Linked DNA regions of Gasterosteus aculeatus: region 1 is linked to region 2. A link is a contact called in public Hi-C data. All regions are on one chromosome and are shown on one strand. Each heading gives the region's core, a stretch centred on a gene start, on an enhancer-like site or on the middle of the called end of the contact. The rest is flanking DNA. Distances are from core to core; before and after follow the strand shown. Region 1 holds the start of disp1 (dispatched homolog 1 (Drosophila)). Region 2 overlaps tlr5b (toll-like receptor 5b).

Evidence for each region. A called contact is a pair of places that touch in the nucleus more often than the background predicts.
Region 1: a Hi-C map of skeletal muscle shows a contact between it and region 2, with 6 times the contacts expected there. The contact joins the promoter of disp1 here to the enhancer-like site in region 2. A contact is called at or near these places in 4 of 6 Hi-C or Micro-C datasets (skeletal muscle, tail fin and whole body).

Annotation. Positions count from the first base shown.
Region 1 is chr18:976,090-980,921 of fGasAcu3.hap1.1, reverse strand. disp1 (dispatched homolog 1 (Drosophila)) reads left to right here and starts at 2,548. Exons shown (of 12, transcript XM_078093916.1): 1 at 2,548-2,923; 2 at 4,567-4,619. LOC144389422 (a long non-coding RNA gene) reads left to right here. Exons shown (of 2, transcript XR_013453458.1): 1 at 1-370; 2 at 587-1,598.
Region 2 is chr18:923,261-928,802 of fGasAcu3.hap1.1, reverse strand. It overlaps tlr5b (toll-like receptor 5b), which reads right to left. Exons shown (of 6, transcript XM_078093922.1): 4 at 4,652-5,542; 5 at 3,764-3,852; 6 at 2,930-3,617. The coding sequence ends at 3,390. Among protein-coding and RNA genes, the nearest start is that of tlr5b, 6.2 kb to the right of the region's middle. Within about 2 kb of position 3,447, at least 1 of the 9 cell types and tissues checked has open chromatin away from gene starts, as enhancers often do.

The DNA.
Region 1 (4,832 bases), core at 1,299-3,798, 53 kb before region 2:
GCCTCCTGGACCTCCTGGGCCTCCTGGGCCTCCCGGACCTCCTGGGCCACCCGGACCTCCTGGGCCACCCGGGCATCCCGGGCCTCCCGGGCATCCCGTGCCTCCTGGGCCTCTCGGGCAGCCACATAGACCGGGCATGAGGGACAGTCAGAAATTTCCCAAATATGGGACACTAGTTCTGGCTCTTTGCAGTACCAAGGACAAGGACATTTCATTTATTTTACACACTGTTCATTGTGGACCTTTTTAACGTGACAAGAATTAAAACTCTGTCCCCAATGTGTACAAAACCAATGACCAAAAACATCCCGTATTTCACAGGATCACGATGTCATCAAGAAGGGGAGAAAAACATGTTTTTCAAGCACTGGTCAGTTTAAGAATTTGGGCTTTTGCTTCTTTTACTTCTTTTAAAAAGTCTTATACTGCTGTCTTAGACTTCTTTGTCTATTTGACTCTTTGGATTTCTCCTAAAAAGGTATAGATATTGCCTCATTTGCACATTGAAAGTAACTAATGGAACGATCATTGTTTTAATGTTAACAATCAGCTGTAGTTTCATGGTGATCTCCATCCATCTTCACAGACGGGGTTCACCCTGGACTGAGACTCTACACAGAGACAAAACACCAGTCACACCCACATCCACACACCTACGGGCAACTTAGTCACCAATCTACCTGATCCCCAGAGCCGGACTCTGGGCTGTGGGGGGGATTCCAGATTCCTACATGTGCCCAAAGGATTAGAAACACTCACTTTTGAGACAGTTTGATCAGTGTGGAGAAGCACATCAGGTCAGTTTGGAAAGCCTTGAATTATTATCCACACACTCACAACTTTGTATGCTTTATTCAGAAACACCACTGATGATTCTATATAATTACTGGATTTTATAGTATCTTCAAACATAAAACTCAAACTGAACAGTTGTGCATTAGAATTCCTTTTAATGAATTCTTTCATTAATTCTACTCTCTTTCACTTAAGTGAAACTATTTCACCGTTGATGGTGGAAATAGTTCTTATGCCTGTGTAATAATTGAGCTATGGAACATAACCTGAACAAGGCATGAATTGTTGGAGAAATGTGAATTGTTCTTTAGGCCAAAGCTTGTGTGAGAAGTGATAATCAAAAGTCTAGTCTTGATTTAGGAGTTAGGTAAGGGGGGGAGCAGGATGTGCCGAGCAGGCAGACACGAGTCTGACAGGATGGGGAGTCAGTTTATGTCCTGGCTGAGGAATGTAAGGTCAGCGGGTCAACTAGAAGATTTACCAGCCAAAGGGGGGTTAGAGACACACCAACACTATTCAACATACACACTCTGTTTACGATGTTTACGTTAAGTCAGGAGTCTGGACATTGGATGTGACCGGATCTTAGATGCGGGAGGTGGAAGGTCCTCCTCTACGCCAGTTTAGGGCCAATAGAAATATTTCCTTCTCTGTCTTTCAAGGGTTGTAAAACATGATGTTCTTGCTGATGTTAGTTGGTTGTTCTTCCGGCCTGTGTGCTGCCTGAACCGCTCCTGCCTTTGCAAACGCAGCGCTGATACTTGACCTGCGATCTGACAAATAAATCTCCCAGAACGAGAGAAGTCGTTCGGCTGAATTCTTGATGACCCCGACCAGGCTCCAAATCTTGAACACGTATTCTTACAGAAGTGTTTTTGAGTTGATCCTCATGCACTGTTATGCTCGTTTGAACTGCAGAGGAAACCAACAAACATCTCAATGGCTTGTAGTTGTTATGTGTTGCTTACATCCATTCCACTTCAAAAAAAACAATTTTTAAAAGAAATAAGAATAATTGGAAAATACCATATGACAAAAAAACATTTTAGGAATGTTTTTCCCATAGTTAAAGTACCACTAATTTGGCTGCATGTGCAGTTCTTTTAATACTTAATATTGTTCTTGTTCTTACTTTGTTCTTATTTTTTTTACTAATCTATACAAACCACTTATAATAACTGTAAATATAATACGGGTATAGGCAGCATGCCAATGCAATGAGAAAGTACTAGGTGAATGTTAAAGTATACTACATGGACATTATGTAAGAAGCTCGGGCACATGGTTTCCTTCTGCTGCCCTCAAGTTTCCTACGGTTCACCAGAAACCCTCCGGAGAAGAGCTGTGTCTCATTTCAGCGGCTACATCCTTTGGTCTACGGGGGCCGACCACAGCTACAAAATAAATGTCAGCAAACACGTTTATTAAATTCTAGTAACACACATGCACAAGCGCTGCATTTTGTCTCGCATAATAAGAGCTGCTCTGTAAGTGCAGATATTGCAAAATTCTCCCAAGAGCTGAAAAACAAAATTAATACATTTTTCAATGACATTTCAAAACAAAGGAACGCAACCAAGTAGAGTTTCTTTATGTATTTGTATCTTTACGTATTTAATTTCAGAGTTTGTAACATTTCTGTACCAAGAAAGTGATATTTCAGGTTCACAACTTGAGCCACTTGGATCCCTTTCTTTTAATAATATTATTATCTATACAACCGCCACGAGCAGTGTTCAACCTCAAGCTTGTGTGAGGCATTAATGCGGCATGAGGATAATAACAACGAAGAGCCCGATGTGTATTGTGCTTTGGAACGACATTAAATGCGTCCGTTATTGGGACTCGGAGTCCTCATTCTCCGGCTGCATTTGAAGGAGTCGCCTGAATGCGTCGCGGCCGCGGTGACGCAATCGGTCTGGGAAGGATGAGCAGCCTCCGGAGGACACAGCCGCTGGATTGAGACACGGCCGCGAACTCCCGGTTCGCAGCTGCCCAGCCGACATGGGCTGATGCTCGGGTTGTGTATTCATCAGCATCCGGCCAAAGCAAAACAACTCGCGTCCGGGGGACCCGCACAGCTCCCCCTCCGCTCCCGCGTCCCGCTTCCGGCCCGGCGGGTTTGCGTGTGAGTATGCGGCTTGCTCGCTGAACGAACCCGCGGAGCCGCCGCGGCTCAGCCAGCTGTTTTGGTGAGCGAGGCTCGCCGCCGGTGGCTAGCAGGCTAACGCCAACTCAAGCTAGCCGCCGGTAGCCGCCGGTCGGTCGGCCCCGTTCAGTTCCGCCTCCTTCGGACGCAGCGTTGTGTCCGGCGTCTGGCGCCCCCCGTGTTGGCGAAACGTCGTTTCTCGTAGTTCGCTGCGGTGACGTGGACGACCCGGGACCGCTAGCTCGGGTGAACGGGTCTACGCGGCTTTGACGTGACGTTAAAGGCCGAAGCCGTGGTGATTACGTCACCCTGGTGGACACGAGGACGGGTCACTGCCCGGAAACCATGTTCACGAGCAGCACGCGGGGGTGAAGGGTCAGGGCTGTGCAGCGACGCCCTCCAGGCTGCACTACGGTGCCGAGCCCCCCTGCCGGGCCCCTGCTGGGGCCTCCAGGTGGACTGACCTTCCCTCTTAAAGAAACGATGGGCCGTCGCTTCTCTTTACTGAATTGACAGTTTCTCGCCACAGTTTGGATTAGAACTGTAGTGGAATAGACGTCTTCTCCTATAGGACTGAGCACAACTGATGGCCTCAAACATAAATCCCACAAATGAACTCTGGACAAGGCGCACCTGTTGATGGAAACCATTCCAGGTCACCACCTCGTGAAGCCGGTTCAAAGAATGAGTGCGAAGAAATCAGAAAAAGGTGGCTACTTAAGTACATAGAATATAGAACATATTCTGTTTTAACACAATGTAATTAAAATGAAAGAAACACCATCGAATGAGAAGGTCCAAGCGTTTGAGGTCAGGATATTCGTACGAGCGTTGGCGGCACAATACCAGAGCGTGCTCCTGGTTCTTGTCTTCAAGATGTCCGTGGGACGTCCAGACAACAACTGAGGATTATTCTACTTCTCATCTGTTGATTACTTTCTCCATTAATCGGTCAGTGGATAGTTGTATATAATGGCGATCAGAGGATCGACGGGTCGATCTCTGGCTGTACGCTGGTCCAAGACGCCCGTCCGGCTCGTTGGATGAACGTCGGCTGGTTTGTTGAACCTGTCGTCAGCGTATGAATGAGTATGAACGCTCACGTGGGGTTAAAGCGCTTTGAGAGACTCGTCTGGCTCAACAAGTGGAAGCGCTAGACGAGTCTTCTGACCGTCAGCCGCTGTTACACGTCACTGATTCAGCATTAAGATGGCAAACATTAGTGAAACGTGCTGTAAGCGTCAGCGTACTTTAACGACACCGTGCTGCTGATTTCCAGAGATGCGTAGTGGTGAATAAATGTTTTCCCATGGTTCCATGCGTCTACCTTCTCTGGGACGCTCTGGTGGTTCTTTGTACGATTCAGAAAAAGTCCAATAGGGGGAAGTGTTGCACTTAATAATCGCTAACATCAGCCCAGTAGTCCACACTGAACCAAAGGGCATCCGGGTGTCATTCCCAAGTGAACGCAACGTCATATCCTTATTTTGATTTAAGTAATCCGATTTTCTGAGAAATATGACTGATTTGCATTTCATGCTCAATTTGGAATGACCCAACGGTATGTCTGGATGTATAATTATTTACTTATCATGTTGAATTATTGTTCTTCTCTATTCCAGCTGGAGGAGAGAAGCACCAGTCGTCTTCTTACTGCTCTAATAACCACGGTGAGGTACGTAGATCCACTATTCTGTTTAGCACATCTCTGCGTGTCTCCAGCATTAAGCAACCGTGAGCACTAATGACTAACGTGTAGCGTGTTGTGTGCGGGACATATTGAATGTAAATCGGAGGCCTCGGATGGAACACAATGTCAGCATCATGTGTTATAAACAGCATCAGTGTGACAATTCTCCTCACGTTGTTTCAGCTCTGTTGTGTGTTG
Region 2 (5,542 bases), core at 2,198-4,697:
AGGCGAGCCGGCCAGCAGTGCGTCAGATACACACCTCCAATGAAAGTCTCCTGACTGTCCGACCCGTTGACAGGAGCCGCTTTATGACTCGATTTATTAAACGTTTCCAGGCCATTGATCACGTTCAGCCTTTTAATCAGCTGGAAACAATACGAGAGGCTGGATGACGGAGGACTCTTTGGGGACAAACCCACGCAGGTCCGTCAGAGCCGTGCCAACATCTGTCAGACAGTTGGCATCCAGCTGTGAAAGGGACACATTTCTCTGAGGAGTGTGTGGGGACACAAAGGGAGTGGGACTCAACGAGGGACAGTTCAACCCCCCTCCTTCCTGCTGTGACCCCTCTGACCTCTGTCTCGCTCTCTGCTGCTGAATCCCTCCCGACCACCTGTTTGCTCGGCTGCACTGGATCTGGTCTCAGAGGGTTCCACAGTCCTCGCAGCTTATTCGTCTTCCAGCGACACCCTTTTTTGAATAATGACAAACCTTCACAAGAGGTCAAGAGGTCTCTGTGAAGCGTGTGAGCAGGAGATTATTGCGTGAATTATGTTCACACATTTTTTACCATCTTCACCTCAACTATTATCTAGAACAGGTGACCAGACATTTGAAGACATTAATCAGGCGTATATCAGTGTGTTTAATGCACTGCTGAAAATCTAAATGCCTGACACACAATAAATACATTTAGTCTCAAAAGCATGTTTGCTTTTCAGATTCTGGACCTTCAGGTTCCCTCATGTGGCTCAAAATTCAACTGCAGATTTTCAATAGAAGTCTGGAGGAATAAATCTAGAGATCCCACATCGCTTCTCTGAGGTCAGACATCTGATTTCATCTCCGCGTGGCTCCGAGCAGCAGGAGGAGGAGGATTCAGCTGCAGCGTGAGGCCTCGATGGTGTCGCAGAGAAGTACCGCCGAGCTTCTGCTCCTTCTCGTCCCCATCTGGCCCTCAACCCCAGAACGCACTTCCACAAATAGAAGACGCGACACGTGAGCGTGCAGCGCCACACGGGCTCGCTTCATGCTCCTGTGTTGAAGGAAACACCATCTTTGCCTCACAGAGATCAGCTTGTGTTCACACTCCTCCTCCTCCCTGCAGAAGAGTCCCGTCCCTCAGGATCCCTGTAACTGTTTGAGCTGGTGGAGGTCAAACATTAGCCGCGTCCTTGAGGGCAGCGTTTGACGCTTCCCGCAGGCGGACATGCGCGTTCTGGCCCGAAATAACTGAAGAGGACGGCGAGCTTGTTTACAAGGTAAACATTTATTCCCACTTTCCAAATTAGATGTCGGGGGAGCTGCTGCTGGAGGACAGAGACACGGTTTATTCTCGTTTAACCCAACGAGCCTTGAAACATTAAAAAAAAAACCAATTCATCTGAAAAGACAATTAAAAATCAAAGGCAAAAACATTTATTTATTTATTTAGAATAAATGTCCTTAAAGAATGAATTATTTTATTTCTTGAAATTTATCGTCAACTACATTAACTAGTTTTTTGATCTTGGCACACATTAAAAAAATGCATCTATTGCTCATTTCCCTCAACATAAATCATTAAGGGCCCCAATTTCCCCCTTATCAGGGGTAGAGGAGCCTGCAGTGGGCCCCCCACACGGGCCCCCACACGGGCCCCGAAGGAGCTTGTTGGATCCCACTCTTAACAACCTGCATGACTCTGGAGGTTAGTTTGGTAAAGACGAAATGGACTCGGTGTGGGAAAGATGTTTGTCCATTTGAATGGTGTATTCATTGCATTCACAGAAGGCCTCTGGGGGGGGGGGGGCTTCCTATAGCTCATGGATCATCCAAATGAGGCCCACTACATGCTGCATATGAACATGTTGGAAATCCAGAACGGGTAAATCCCAGGAAGTGTAAAGTAGTGGCAGACCTGAGGTCAGGCGGATGTGAACCTGCACCGGGCTCAGATTAACGGACCGTCCCGCGTAGAAGCAGCAGGAGGCCGTAATGTTCCCAGCAGCTGGCTCATAAAGGCTGCGAGCGGGCCGGCGGCCAACAGGACGGAAGCGCTCGCTCTGCCCAGCGGCTTCCTGCTTTCAGACACGCAGCTGGAATGAAAGAACAACCTGCTGACCCCCACATCCCCCCCTGTGCCGGGGGACGGATGGACCCGTCTGACGGTGTATGAAACCACACAGGAGGGCAACCGACCCCCCCTCTGTGTACGCACTCTAGTGGTGACACAAGTGCAAGTGCAAAAGGCTCCTTTCAGCCAACCAGGAACCTCACAGTGATTTACAAAGGAAATGACACGTCGATCATTTAAACGTCTGTAGAAATGAACCGAAGCTGCGGCGGCAGAGTTTAGCAGCTAAAACTTCTCCTGTTGATTGGATTTACTGAGTGATGTAACCATGAAAATACACAGGAACTCTCTTCAATACTGACATTAATTATTGGATTGGTTTCACTTCGCTTCTGAACCCTTGTTTGTCCGTAGCTGCCCCACAGCCGGCTGGTAGAAGTATTTTTTATTGTTATACACAATAAAATTGTAGCAGCATTCCTGGAAAAAAGGTTTATTTCAGCTTTTCTCCATTTTTATACATGATCTAGGAACACAAAAGGAGTTCCCCTTTAATAAATAAAATAACCCTTTGCAGACACTAGAGAGCGTACGATGAACCGTACAGATGTGTCAGCATTCATCCCTCAGGCTGTTAATAAGAACAAAGCCTCAGTAGAAGTTGAAGACCGCTGAGGAGCAATGTTAGTGTTTCAAATAGAAGAAGTCTTATTGCTCAGGAATTCAAAATCAACAAATTTGGTCCAATTGGAGCATAACTTCCTATGAATGTTTCTTACTTCTTCCCTCTGGATCCAGATGTTAATAGTTTTTTTAGTTTTGTTTTTAGTGGCGTGAGGACACGGACGTGTTCTGCTGACAGTGAAGGACAGAGTTACATACTGACCCCCAATTGGTTTATTTGTGCACACAAGCATTTGATATACAAATCTGCAAAATTGACTTATTTGTACTCTTATATTTATATATTACGTATATTTCTTATTAGAATTTTTTTATATTTGCGATTAGCAGATGCATATTAGTTATAAATCAATAATCAGAAACATTTAATCCAGTCAACACAATAATTCCAACAACATAACTTCTTATCATTGACATGTAATGCTGTAAAATTGGACAATGACCAAAGATCCACATGAAAAAAAGGAATTATACATAATTGGAATTTTTTACCACAGATTATCTGATTACCTACAAATGTTCAGGGCCGAAGAGGTTCTGCATAAGTCTGTCTTTGCCTTCCCTTCCTCTGAAGCTGGTAATACTCGTTCTCCCCTGCAGGGGGCACTTGGTCCTCATCCCAGCAGCGAGTCTTTCTTCAACAGGAGGCAGGAGTTCACACAGCGGCGGCTCTGATAGCCTGGAGCTGGACGCCGTCCTCATCAGCAGGTCCCCTGTCGGGCTCCTCGGCAACCTTTTTCAACTTGGTGTCTTTGAGCATCTGTGAGACGAGGCGCTCATAAAACCACTCCAGGTCCTGAGGGTCCTCCGGCCAGGTGAGGTACTCTCTCCTCTGGACGAAAGCTCTGACCGCCTTGTACCTCATCAGCTGGTAGTGCGCCACCTTCAGTCGGATAAAAACGGAGACAAAGGTCAAAAACGGCAGCTTTCAGCCTTCTGTGTAGCAACGATAATTTAACATTCAGTTATTCTCAAAATCACACATGATTTCTATTTTTTGTACGTGAAGATAGAAGCAGCTTTACAGACCTTCCCCACCACCAACACGATCAGCACGTTGGTCAGCTCCTCCAGCATCCGGCTCTGGGCCAGAGTGAACGCCTCCAAGCACCAACCGTCTAGAGAGACACCACCCGGTTAGTTTCTGCAACCTCCGCCTTTGTCTTTTCACAAAGCAGTAAAAGAGGAGTAATCGTGTGTAAAACAAATACATAATAATATGTGTTTCTCCAAAAGTCAACTTTTGCTTCAACCTCTTTTAGAAGCCACGTGTTTCCTCGCCGCCGCAGCTTAAACCCTCACACTGCGCAGCGGTTCGACGTTTTTGAAAAAAGCACTAATTGAGTTTCTTGGAGATAATTGGATGTCAAGAAAAAAGCCACATCCAGCAGAGCTTTGGCTTAACTTGTCATAAAAGCTGGCAACATGGAGGCTGCTGGGCTCCGTCTAAATCAGGGGTGCTCACACTGTTCCGGCTCGCAAGCTACTTTTCAACTGACCGGGTCATGGCGATCGACCCCCCTCCGTGCCGGCTGACGGGGGCGGGACCGGTAAATAGTAGAACACAACGAACCTCTCATCTGTCAGAAGGAGGAAACGTCACATTCTTGGTCGTTACCTTACTGCAGTCAGCCTGGGCTGCTTTGGAATTAAATGCGTCCGTTAGTAAGCAAGGATCGCTAATTAGCATTAGCATTAGTTTCGGTCATCTCCCGCATTTTTACCGATGGCACGGGATCGACTAGTACTGCCTTTGAGATCGACGCGATCGACGTACTGAGCACCCCTGGTCTAAAGGGTCCGTCGATTACTTCATCTCTCAAAATGTTCCTTGAAAGAAAATATTTCACGGCCAAAACTGAAGCAGACGTCAAAGCCTTGTGCCTGTTACTACAACTAAAAGTAAAAAGACTTTACCCTTCAGGAACTCCCTGGTGACAACGCACACGGTCTTCCTGCTGCCCCAGATGGCATCTCTGAAGTTGGACAGGTGATCCTCGCCTGGCAGGAAGTCTCTGGCCTCGAAACAGCAGTGGAACATGTTTTCCTCCGAAAACTGGTTGTCCAGCTTCTTGAGCAGAGCGGCCTCCACCCAGTCATAGTCGGTGTCGCTGAAGCAGAGGAAGGCATCGTGCTGCACTTGGTCCACGGGAGGCGGCGGCTTCGGGCCCTCCAGGACCCTGCCAACCACCTTTTTGTAGATGATGAATATGCGCCCTCGGAGACGGGCGTAGGCGATCCCGCCGACGACCACGGCGAGTATCACGAGAGTGGACAAGATGAAGAGAGCAAACTTAAGTCCTTGGACGGCCTTTTCGTCGTCTTCCACGCACGGTTCGACCACCGCAGAGAAATCCAGCAGTGGAAGATTGCGGAGAGCGTCTGGAAACTCACACCTGTACTCCTCAACCGGGCTGAGGAAGGTTACATTCGTCGCATTCAGCCACCTGGTGAAGCTCTCCAGACTGCAGTCACAGTGGAACCGATTCCCAGCCAGGCCGAGGAAGCTCAGAGACCGAAAAGTCTCTGGGTCCAGGGAGGCCAGAAAGTTGTTAGAGAGGTCGAGTCTTATCAGGCCGAGCGGAAAGATGTCCGGCTGCAGATAGGTCAGAGCATTGGACGAGAGGTCGATCTCTATGATCGAGCCGAGGCCGCGGAAAACCCCTGGTGGGAGAGTCGACAGGGAGTTGAGGCTCAAATTAAGACCGAGAAGATTTTCTAAACTATGGAAAAGGTTGAGGCACTGCCCCTGCGCCCAGATGGTGTTTAGGGAACTGTCGTGAAGATCCAGGATTTGTAAACTATTAT